Linked DNA regions of Mus musculus: region 2 is linked to region 1. The links are chromatin contacts, called in public Hi-C maps. All regions are on one chromosome and are shown on one strand. Each heading gives the region's core, a stretch centred on a gene start, on an enhancer-like site or on the middle of the called end of the contact. The rest is flanking DNA. Distances are from core to core; before and after follow the strand shown. Region 1 has its middle 14 kb from the start of Gm34894. Region 2 overlaps Gm35239 (a long non-coding RNA gene).

The links. A called contact is a pair of places that touch in the nucleus more often than the background predicts.
Region 2: a contact with region 1 is called in a Hi-C map of bone marrow-derived macrophages, with 14 read pairs. The contact joins two enhancer-like sites. A contact is called at or near these places in 1 of 484 Hi-C or Micro-C datasets (bone marrow-derived macrophages) and 2 of 115 datasets of contacts at active chromatin or transcription factors (double positive thymocytes and microglia).

Annotation. Positions count from the first base shown.
Region 1 is chr12:51,862,947-51,867,989 of GRCm38.p6, reverse strand. No RefSeq gene overlaps it. Among named protein-coding and RNA genes, the nearest start is that of Gm34894, 14 kb to the right of the region's middle. Within about 2 kb of position 1,724, at least 271 of the 459 cell types and tissues checked have an H3K27ac peak or open chromatin away from gene starts, as enhancers often do. A contact at or near this core is called in bone marrow-derived macrophages, where this site is marked.
Region 2 is chr12:52,627,004-52,632,122 of GRCm38.p6, reverse strand. It overlaps Gm35239 (a long non-coding RNA gene), which reads right to left. Exons shown (of 7, transcript XR_001780617.2): 3 at 4,652-4,762. Among named protein-coding and RNA genes, the nearest start is that of Gm23296, 25 kb to the right of the region's middle. Within about 2 kb of position 3,207, at least 17 of the 459 cell types and tissues checked have an H3K27ac peak or open chromatin away from gene starts, as enhancers often do. A contact at or near this core is called in bone marrow-derived macrophages, where this site is marked.

The DNA of each region.
Region 1 (5,043 bases), core at 475-2,974:
GAGGAGGAGAAGGGGAAGAGGGAGAGGAGGGGGAGGAGGAGGAGGGAGAGGAGGAGGAGGGGAGGGGGAGGGAGAGGGGGGTAGTAGTCATCTCATCAGTGGCTAGCTAAGTATAAGTAGGCCCGACAGTTTGCCAGCAAGCAGCATCCTCTTCGGTTTCTCCTGTACTTTGGCTGTGAACCGAATTCCTTGGTTTCAGGTAATGTGTGGAATAGCAAGCAGGCCTGCCTTCATGTTCCTGCCTTGGCTTCCCTCCTTGGTGGACTGTGAGCTAGGACTGTAAATTGAAATCAGCCCTTTCCTCCCCTCATCATGGTGTTTCATCACAGCAACAGAATGAAACTACAACAGTGGTTGAGCCCTTGCCCCGCTCAACCTTCAGTGCCAGATAGATAAATAAGTAATACAAGTGAAACCCCTGACCAAGACCCTGCCAAGATCATCAGAAGCAAGAACAGTCAGTAACCTGGAGATGTGCTGCATCCAGGAGATGCCAGAGGAGACACAATGGCTAGACGTGATATGGCACGCTCAGTGGAATAGGGGCAGAATCGGGACAGTGACTGACAACTGAAGGATCTGACAAAGTGTGAGCACTGGTCCAGAGGTGGTGAGGGCACAATAATAGCGTGAGGCTGGCAGTAGGGGAAGCAGGCCTGTGGCATATGAAAAAGCACATCCTCTTCACAACGTTTTTCTTTCTTTTTCATCAGCACTAAGGAGGTAAGGTGGTGGCACGCACATGCTGGCAAATGCTCCGCCACTGAGCTATATCTCAGCCCTTTTCTTTTTGAGAAAGAGTCTCCTTAAGTTGCTCAGGCTGGCCTTGAATTTAGACTCATCCTTCCCTGTGACTCTGGAGTAACTGGAATTATAGGAGTGTGCTAGCTCAGCACACAGGTTCCGTTCTGCTGCCCTTTCTCTCTCTGTTTGTTTCCCATATGTCTTTCTCGACAGATGGGGCATGCTAAGCGAGTGTACTGCCTCTGAGCTACACCCCAGACCCCATTTACTTGTGATTGATAGGTAGTCCCAATCTCACTTATTTTTTTTTTTTTATTTTTTTTTTATGCTGCTGTTTGCTTTTTGAGGCAAAATCTCGTGTATCCCACGCTAGCCTCAAGTTTTCTGAGGAGGACTTTGGATCTTCTGCTTCCATCCCGTAGCACCGGGAGTACAACTCCACAACTCCATTCTTTTAAGTAATGTCCTGAAGTCAGTGCCCAGCCCGGGCATCAACCCAAAGCAGAAATGCTGCCTTCTAAGCTGGCTGATTGACATCATCCCAGGCATGTACAAAGTAGGTCACTTCAGTCACTGTCTACCTGCATTTTCAGAGATTAGTCAGAACGGGTAACCTGTTTCAGGTCAGCAGCAGGAAAAGGCGGTGTGGGATGGAAACGGAGGTACCCAAGTTCCCCTTGAGGAGTAACACCCAAAACAAGTGTCACAACATCTTAGTCACTCCCACTGTGTTTACGCCACCCCCTTTAGATGTGTCACTTCCTTGGGCTTCCTCCCAAATATAAGAGAGCAACTGCCAAAGCACTATAAAAAGTTTGTTCCTGACCCCCAGTTGCCAATAGACGTCCTCCAGCTTTAATCCTCAGCAGATCACATTTCTGATGTTCCCTCGTGCACACGGCAACCAGGGCCCCTCCAGGCAAGCAGACAGAACACACACACACACACACACACACACACAGCATCAGAGAGACACGGTGGCACTCAATTAAGGATAGTAAAGAGCTGCACCTAACAGGCTTACCATCCCTAGGAATCTGTGCTACCTTAGGAAAACTCTGTGTCCAAGGAACACAGAGCAAGGAAAACAGCAGCCCTCAGATCTAGATAGACAGTACTGCTGAGTTCCTTAGCAGACCTCAGAACACACATACACATGAATGTCAGGTGACACCATTTTCCATTACATGGTCATTACCACATGGGGTGTCTCCATGGTTACCTTTCTTCTCCTGTCAGGAGGACTATAATGCTTTTCTGTTGACCATGGTTTTCCTCTGAGGACAGGGAAATAATACTTCCTTGCCTCTGGTGTTTACACCCTGTGCGGTATTTCTCTGTGTTCTCTGCAGGGCGGCCTCTCAGTCCTTGCACAATCCGGTTTGCTTACCCACTGCTGACACTGCTCACGGAGCTCCCTGCTCCCTGTTCACACTATGTTGTTCAGACTCCAGAAACAGAGACTTGATCTCACTATTGATTAATGGCTATCTGGGTGGGACATACTGCTAATTAGGAAGGAGCGTATCTGTGACAAACAAGTCCCTGTATTTAGAAAACAGGCAGGACAGAGCCATGGACACCTGTTCTGTACTGTCCCCACAGGAATAAAAGAACATTCCGGCATTACAAAGAACACGAACCCTACCACCCTGGGATCTGGCCTAGGTCTGTCGATGACAAATTGTGGTAGCTTGGGCAAGCAAGCCTCCTGGCTTTTGGTTTCTTCTCTGCAGAAGAGCTGAAAGCTGACCAATCATTTCAGGTTCCCAAGGCTCCTAATTTTAGCACTAGGGGGTTCGTGTGTTCCGGGGATCTTCTCAATCGCAGCTAATCTTGCTCTGGGAAGTTTGTATATTGGGTGTCAGACAAGCAGAGAGTTTCTGTTTCTGATTTTTATGAGGCTAAACCTTAGATGCTTCTCAAAGTGCACTATACAAGCCATTAAGAGGTGGACTGAGTCACAGGATGTTTGGTGGGTGTATGCAAAAAACGTGCAAGATGTCCTGCCTCCTGACCTCTGACTCACCCAGGGCAGGAGAGCATTCTTAATGTCTCACAGGAAGAGATCAGTAGAGAATGAAATACTCGGACAAAAAGTGCCCTCTGGTTTCCCAATATAAAAGAAGCTCAGAAAACAATTGACTAATATGTTTGTGATGAATGCTGTGGCTGCCAGACTCCTTGCAAGTGATCTTGTAAGCTCTGATGCTCCATCTCCAACTGACTGGTCTCTTGGCTTCCACCCCCAAGAAGCCACTCCCCACCCCCCACACTCACCCTACACACACTTAAACCTCAAATAGCTTGGTAGTTAGGTCTAGCATCCCCAGATACAGATGTATTCCAGCAGTTAGGTCTCCAACCCAGGACACATGGCTGAGGTGCCCATACCAAAGCTGATGCTAGCCCAGCATCCTGCAGTCCCTACCTGCTATAGGATCCTTCTGGCTGGCATACCTTGCTCCCTACCCTAAATTTCTCCAGCCCAGGGAAAGAGCTGCCCTTCCCTATAATCCAGCCATTTTGGTTACCTGACCTTCAGGTCTAATCTTTTCTCCCTTGGTCAGTCTCTTGGCCCAGGCTGCCCCTCGTGGTTCGAAGCTCCCCTCCCCTCCCCCATCTCCTCATATGGCCAGGCTCAGCTTGGCCATGTTCATCCTGGACTCTCCCAGATGTCCCTACCTCTGGCTATGCTCTCCCACAATCTATAATAAACCTCCTCCATCATATCTAGGAGCAGTCATAGCCTTGCCTTTTTTATTTCTTGTTTTCATGCATCTGGTCTGGAACAAATAGCTAATGAGTACAAGAGCTTTCTAATGGAAACCTGAAGAGACCGGCAAGTGAGTATCCAACTCAGTGTTGATTTCTGCTTCTGTTGTCCTGTTGACAAGACCTTCAGTCAAAAGCTCTTTGGGTGCCTTGAATCAAGGGGAAAGACATGAAGTCAGGTTTTGAGGAGATTTTCCATGCTGCTAAAGCTACCACATAGGTGCCAGCTGGCCCTTGGCTGACTGAAGGAAACGCAGCTCGCCGCACATTCATATTTAATTTAGAAGCAAACTGCATAATCTTTTTTTTTTTTCATTTGCTTTGTGCCTGATTTAATTTTGGCTTTCTGCTTAAGTCAACTCCTATTCCAATCTCACCTCATAGAATAAATCTGGCCCAATTGGCTCCTCAGAAGGTCCTTGAGCAGCTGGATCCAAACCAGCCCCAGGGTTATTGAGCAGTGATAGAGTGAGTCCTCATGGAGAAAGTCAAAGGAGTGAGTCGAACACCAGCTATTTAAGGAACCAAGTAGCAAATCGAAGGACTTCTTGTAACTCAGCAAATTAAAGTACAGTCTTGATCAATCTGAAATATGGGGGGGGGGGGGGGGGAGCAGCCAGTCAAACTGGTTCAAGTACACAGTAAAATCCTGCCAAACTGGTTCCAAAAGCATAACAAGTCATAATATTGCCCCTAAGCAGATTTCCCTCTTTTCCTTCCCTGTGCACTCGATATTAGCAAAATCTCAAGGTGCTCCGAGAGGAAACTTTTAACCACCAAAGTCCATGAGTTAATTATCTGGAGACCAATTATGACTCAAGTGAAGCGTCTTGTTTACACACAGCCAAGAACTAGTCCAGGGGATATCTGCAGACAGTTCCTTCCTTGGTCCACACAGGAAAGACAGGTTAAATGAGAACTCGGTGGACATTCTTTCAGGTGGAGCATAGCCTGTGTTAACTAATGGACTGTGAACGTATTAAAGGTGTGTGTTCATTGCCCTGCATACCAATGCAGGCTGCCAAGGTTCTCATCATGGCCAAGATTGGGCTACCCTCTGCTCCCTCACGCTTGAGCTTTCGTTCCTCATCTGTGGAGTTGAGAGAGGTAGAAACCATCCATCATTGAAACCCTACTTCAGTCAGGTTTCTGACAGGAAGTTAGAGGACTGAAGCCGCGGGGTGTATATGGGACAAGTCCACAGTCAGGTTTGTACTGCACAGTGTGGCGCATACTTCTTCCTCCGTAGGGCCACCTTCTGAACACCCATTCTGTACATTTTCCTCTGAGGTACACTAACTCTTGGCCATCTGATCTTCCTGAAAGATGGAGGAGACTTCGCAAGACTTTCAGGAGAAAGGCTTGGCTTTATCAAGACCATCTCTTGCTTGCTTGTTTTTTGAGATGTCTCATGTAGCCCGGGCTGCCTTTGAAATCTCAATCTTCCTGCCTCCCCTTCCAAATTCTGGGATTATGAGCATCCATGAACCTGGCTCCATCTAGAAGCCCTGAGTAATGTAGGCT
Region 2 (5,119 bases), core at 1,958-4,457, 760 kb before region 1:
TGTGTGTGTATGTGTGTGTGTGTGTTGTGTGATGTGTGTGTGGTGTGTGTGTGTGTGTGGTGTGTGTGTGTGTGGTGTGTGTGTGTGGGTGTGGTGTGTGATGTGTGTGTGTGTGTGTGTGTGTGTGTGTGTGTGTGTGCGTGTGTGGTGTGTGTGTGTGGTGTGTGGTGTGTGTGTGTGTGTGTGTGTGTGTGTGTGTGTGTTACTAAGGATTGAACTCAGGGTTCACACATATTATGCCAGCACTCTGTCTACCACTGAGCTATGACCTCAGCCCTGGCATAGTTGAGGATGACTCCCAATCCAGGATGCCTCTCAAATGCTGAGATTACAGGAGTTTACCCCCATTTCATGCTCCCAAAAGCTTTCTTTAAACTTCGTATACCTGAATTTTTTCTGCAAAATGACATTAATCTTGCTCCTACAGGGATAGAGTGTAGATAAGACTAGAATCGTAAAAAATTTGGAGGTAATGAAGAAAGGAAGTTGTAACTGATATAGTCACATTTGAAGCCAGTTGCTATCACTGCAGATAGAGAATCCACAAGATTTTGATGAGCTAATGAGATTTTATAAGCAAACATGCAATAAATCTGAAATTCTGAGGCATAAATGTATGATGACATCTCCTTACCAAAGAACTGATTGAATTGCCCAATTCAATGTTACCTTCAAAAACAAAAAAGTAATTAAGATACAAAGAGAAGATTGGTAGTTAGAAACTTGGACCATGAAGTCCAAACGAAGACCCAGAGTATGGCAGAAGACGGGCTCAGAACGGAGCAATGTCACCTTGGGAAGAAGCCATGAGTGTCAAGGCTGCCTGCCTCTCTTTGCTTTCTCTTGCCCTGTTACTTGTAAGACTGACAGACTTAGTGGAGCTCCTGACTGAGACCACCCCCTCAAATATCTCTATCTACTAAGTTAGAAAGTCGTTGGCCCCTCACTGCTGACAGAGAAGAGGAGGATCACTCCACAGACCTAAAACATCATTCAGGGACAAATCAGATTTCAAATTAAGAACCAAGAATCTGAACCCAGAAACTAGGTCTCTATGAACTTCAGCATGTTTTTTTTTAAACTCCTCCAGTTTAAAAGAATAAGCCAAGTGTACCCCTCAGATACACAAGGTCTGCATTGTTAAACTTCACCTTCTCTAAGAATAAGATTTGAAGAGTCACTTAGCTACGGGGACGACAGATCTCTCCTCACCCACACCTGATGCATCACCATGACACTAACTGAGATGCCTACATAAGGACAAACATGAGGAATGCCTTACATAATGACAGATACGCTCAAACTCGACGGGCATGGACCTGTGCTGGCATTTCCCATGGGCAAAGACTCTAGTCCCTTCCAAAGGCAACATTTTAATGACCTAATTTGGTCAAGACAGTGATGATACCCCTTAGCAACCAACACAAAGGTAACTTCAGCATCTCTCCCTATGATACAGCTTAGCAACCCACACAAAGTAGCTTTAGCATCTCTCCCTACAGTTTACCCACAGCCACCCTGACTCAACTCTTCTCTTTGCTCAGGGTAAGATACAGTTCTTCAGTTTCCTAAACAGGGTCTGGGCTACTTCAACAATTCCCCATGTGGCAATTGACAAACTCTGGCTGCGTTTTAGAAATCAACACTTACCAGACACATGCAATGTTTTGGATTCTCATCCTAATTTCACCCTCGCAGTTGATAAGAGTGTAGTTTTACTCCTATTTAAATGAGAAGTGCAGTACAGTATAGAGAAATTGAATAATTTCTGTTCAAGGGCAATTTATGATAAGCTATATAACAGGCTCTGGGCTCAATTTTGTCTAATCAAAAGCCTGTGCTCTTTAAAATAACAATAGGTTCTCTCCAGCATCAGCCAAAACCACCTTTAAACAATAATTTATTTAATCATCACAAAAGTCCTGGGAAAGAAGTTTTATTTTTACCATAGCCATTACACAGATAAACAAACTAAGGAGCAGAGAGGTCCAACAACTCCCTAAACTTGCAAAGGTCTGTGCTGGTGACGTTAAGATTCAAACCCAGGCAAGCTGGTTTAAGCATCCACAGAGGGTTTAACTACTACACATAATGTCCTCTTTCACTCTCTGCAATTTATTGTTTTCTATTTTCACTCATATGCACCTAAGACTTGGCCAGCGATTGTAGAATGATAAGCAGTATTCCCTTGGTGACCAGCAATACTAGAACAATATAAGAAAGCCATCACCAGAATATAAGTGATATACATGGAGCACCAGGGGGACCTAAGCACTAGGAAACAACAGAAGACTTCCCTCAGCACCAAAGGTGAGATCAGATAGGGATAAGCAAAGGTGCGTAAAGGGACTGAAGATGCAGAAGGTGACCTCCCAAAACACACTCAAGGCCGCTGTGTATGTGTGGGTTCATTTAGTCTTCCCATGAGGCATCATTAGTTAACAGGCAAAGACAATGTGGTATGTAAAGTTTAACAATTGATCCAAGGTCACACAACAACCTAGTGTCCGAGCTAAGTTTGTGACATCTGCTTCTTCATGATACCCTTTCTTTAAACCTGGAAGCTTTTCATGGAGGTAAACACAAACTAAACCAGCCAGGGTACTGGGCGAGCACTGACAGAGCTAGGAAAATTTAACGCTTTCTTGGCTCCTTACAGCAGCATCCTTTGTCTTCCATCTCCCAGAGGAATAAGTACATTTCCAACCTAGAAGACTCTTCCCTGATGGGTTTCTTCAGCAAGCAAGGTTCTTCTCAGCAGACTGACCTATTATGACATCGTGTTCAAGTACAGAACAGCTCTCAAGAGCCAGTCAAGCTTGTCATGGAAAGACCAGACTCTTTTGGAATCAGGTGGCGAAGATGCAGATAGGGGGCCCTAGAAGACCCCTAATGCCAAACTCCTTGTTAGAGGGAGAAAATCCCAGAGTTGAGTGAGGGGTGTCCAAGGCTGTACATTCAGCACCCCAACCCCCCAAAACTCTGAGCTCCATGAGCGTGCTTTAGCAAGCAGAGATCTGAAATTCCTGCAACAGCTTGGGGAGGAGGTAACTAAGGATCTGCCTTCCCACAGAGTCCGTCTTTAGACTCCAAAGCTGCTAAGACGAAAAAAGAGCAAATCTGTTTTGTTAGCAAGGTTCAGGATTGAGTCAGGCTTTGTGTTGTTAGGGAAAGGGTAGGAGTGGAAGGCCATCCAAGTGTGAATCACCAGCTCTTCATCAGCAGAGTGGGCTGTTGGGGGAAGTATATCTTCTCCAGACCTTGTGCTTGCTCTCTTCCCACTACTGGGGGAAAAGGGACTTTGATGTTACAGCACCCACTCGACTCCTCTTACGGCATGCCTTTTGCAGTCCCCACTGCCTATAACAGAGACAAATATAGCTGCTTTGATGCTTCAGCCACTGTGCCCTTAGGTAACCCTTTAAGTAGATTCAACATAATAGATCTAATCGCTCAGACAAGAACCTGCTAGTCAAACAGTAAAAGAAGCATCCATTACTTCACTGTCAGAATGTTTAAAAGAGTATCGAGGTCATCGCTCATCAAGCCTCCCTCTGGGAACAGATTTAGTCCACTGCTCTTCGTGAGGCCAAAAGGACTGCACACCACCTTTCATTACTATCTCCTGCCAGTCTTCAGTTCTGCTCTCACCGATCATCACATTAGGCAGTAGCCAAAAGACATAACCTTTTAAAAAACGCACTTACCTTAATGTTCTCAGAGTATTTATAGGTCACTTGCTTTGCTGGCTAGTATTTGTGAACTTGCACAATAAATAAAGAGGTTTTTGGTTTTTGGTTTTGTTTTTTTTTCTCATTTTCTGTAGCATTAGGTAAAAATCATCAGAGATCAGAACCCAAACAAATGTAATGACCTTCAGACTGTGTCATTGGCACAGTACTGTTCACACTGGTTTTCTTACCCACTCCCCCAATATAAGACTTTATTGATCATGAGCAATCTAAAATATTTGGGAACATAGAAACTAGATGATTTAAAGGTGGAGAAACTATAGCAGTCCCCTTTTCTTTAAAGTCTTTCCCCCAAACTCATTCCCTGTGTGTACATAATGCCTCTCTGACCACTCATGGTTAGTCTTCTTTACATATCTATATCTGTGCCTAGGTTTCTGCAGACTTGCACTCCCTCTTTCTTCCTCTCTGCCTCCCCATCTATAAATTGCCTTACAAGCTTCTCAAGGTCAGTATGTAGAAGACAGAACTCCTCATCTCCCTCTATCATCTCCCACGTTCTATCATCTCTCATGTTCTTCTGTATCTATTTTTAGCACTACCTACTATCATTGTTCAAATGAATCTGCAAGTCAAGTCCCACCACTCCTCTTCACTCAAGGTCCCTCACATCCAACCAATGTTAAAGACTTCCTTCTTGGATATATCTGTGTGTCTTGACTCTCATTGCCAATATCCCAGTTCAAATCAAAATTATAATTCCCCAAATTGCCCTGCCATTTTTGTTCCAACTGGTTTCTCTGTCCCTATTTATATTCTTCTAACCCAAGACTTACATTTCATCTGGCGATCTTCCTATAGTATATTTATGTATGTTATACTGCTCACTAAAGTCCCTTCTAGAGTTCCACACTAAGACAAATCTCAAGTGCTTTAGTTGAAGGTCACCTGCCATTTACCTCTGTCCAAACCCATATGTTGGCAGAATTTCTTCACATTCCAGGTTGTATCAACACTCAATCTCTCAGAATCTTAAACAGGCTGTTTCATCATCTGCTTCTTGGCTCCTCCTATCATCACAAAATTGTACAGGAGAAAGGGGCTGAACATCAAAATCAGGGCTTTCTACCAACATCATTCTCACCATCAGAAAATTCTATGCAGCTGATTAATGAGTGTTTGCTGATAGCAAAACACTACATTAGTAGCTACAAAGACACATCCCTCAAGCCCACTGTGTCTCAACATGTTCATGACATTTGAGTTCCATTGTTTAAGTCCTGAGCTGTGTATGGTAGGACACACAGGATCTCAGTAATTGAGAGGCTGAGTCAAGGAAACTGCAAGTTTAAGGCCAGCCTGGGCTACTAAGTGAAAATGTGTCTGAGGGGGGAAATGTTCAAGTTTCTGGAACTATCTGTCTCTGA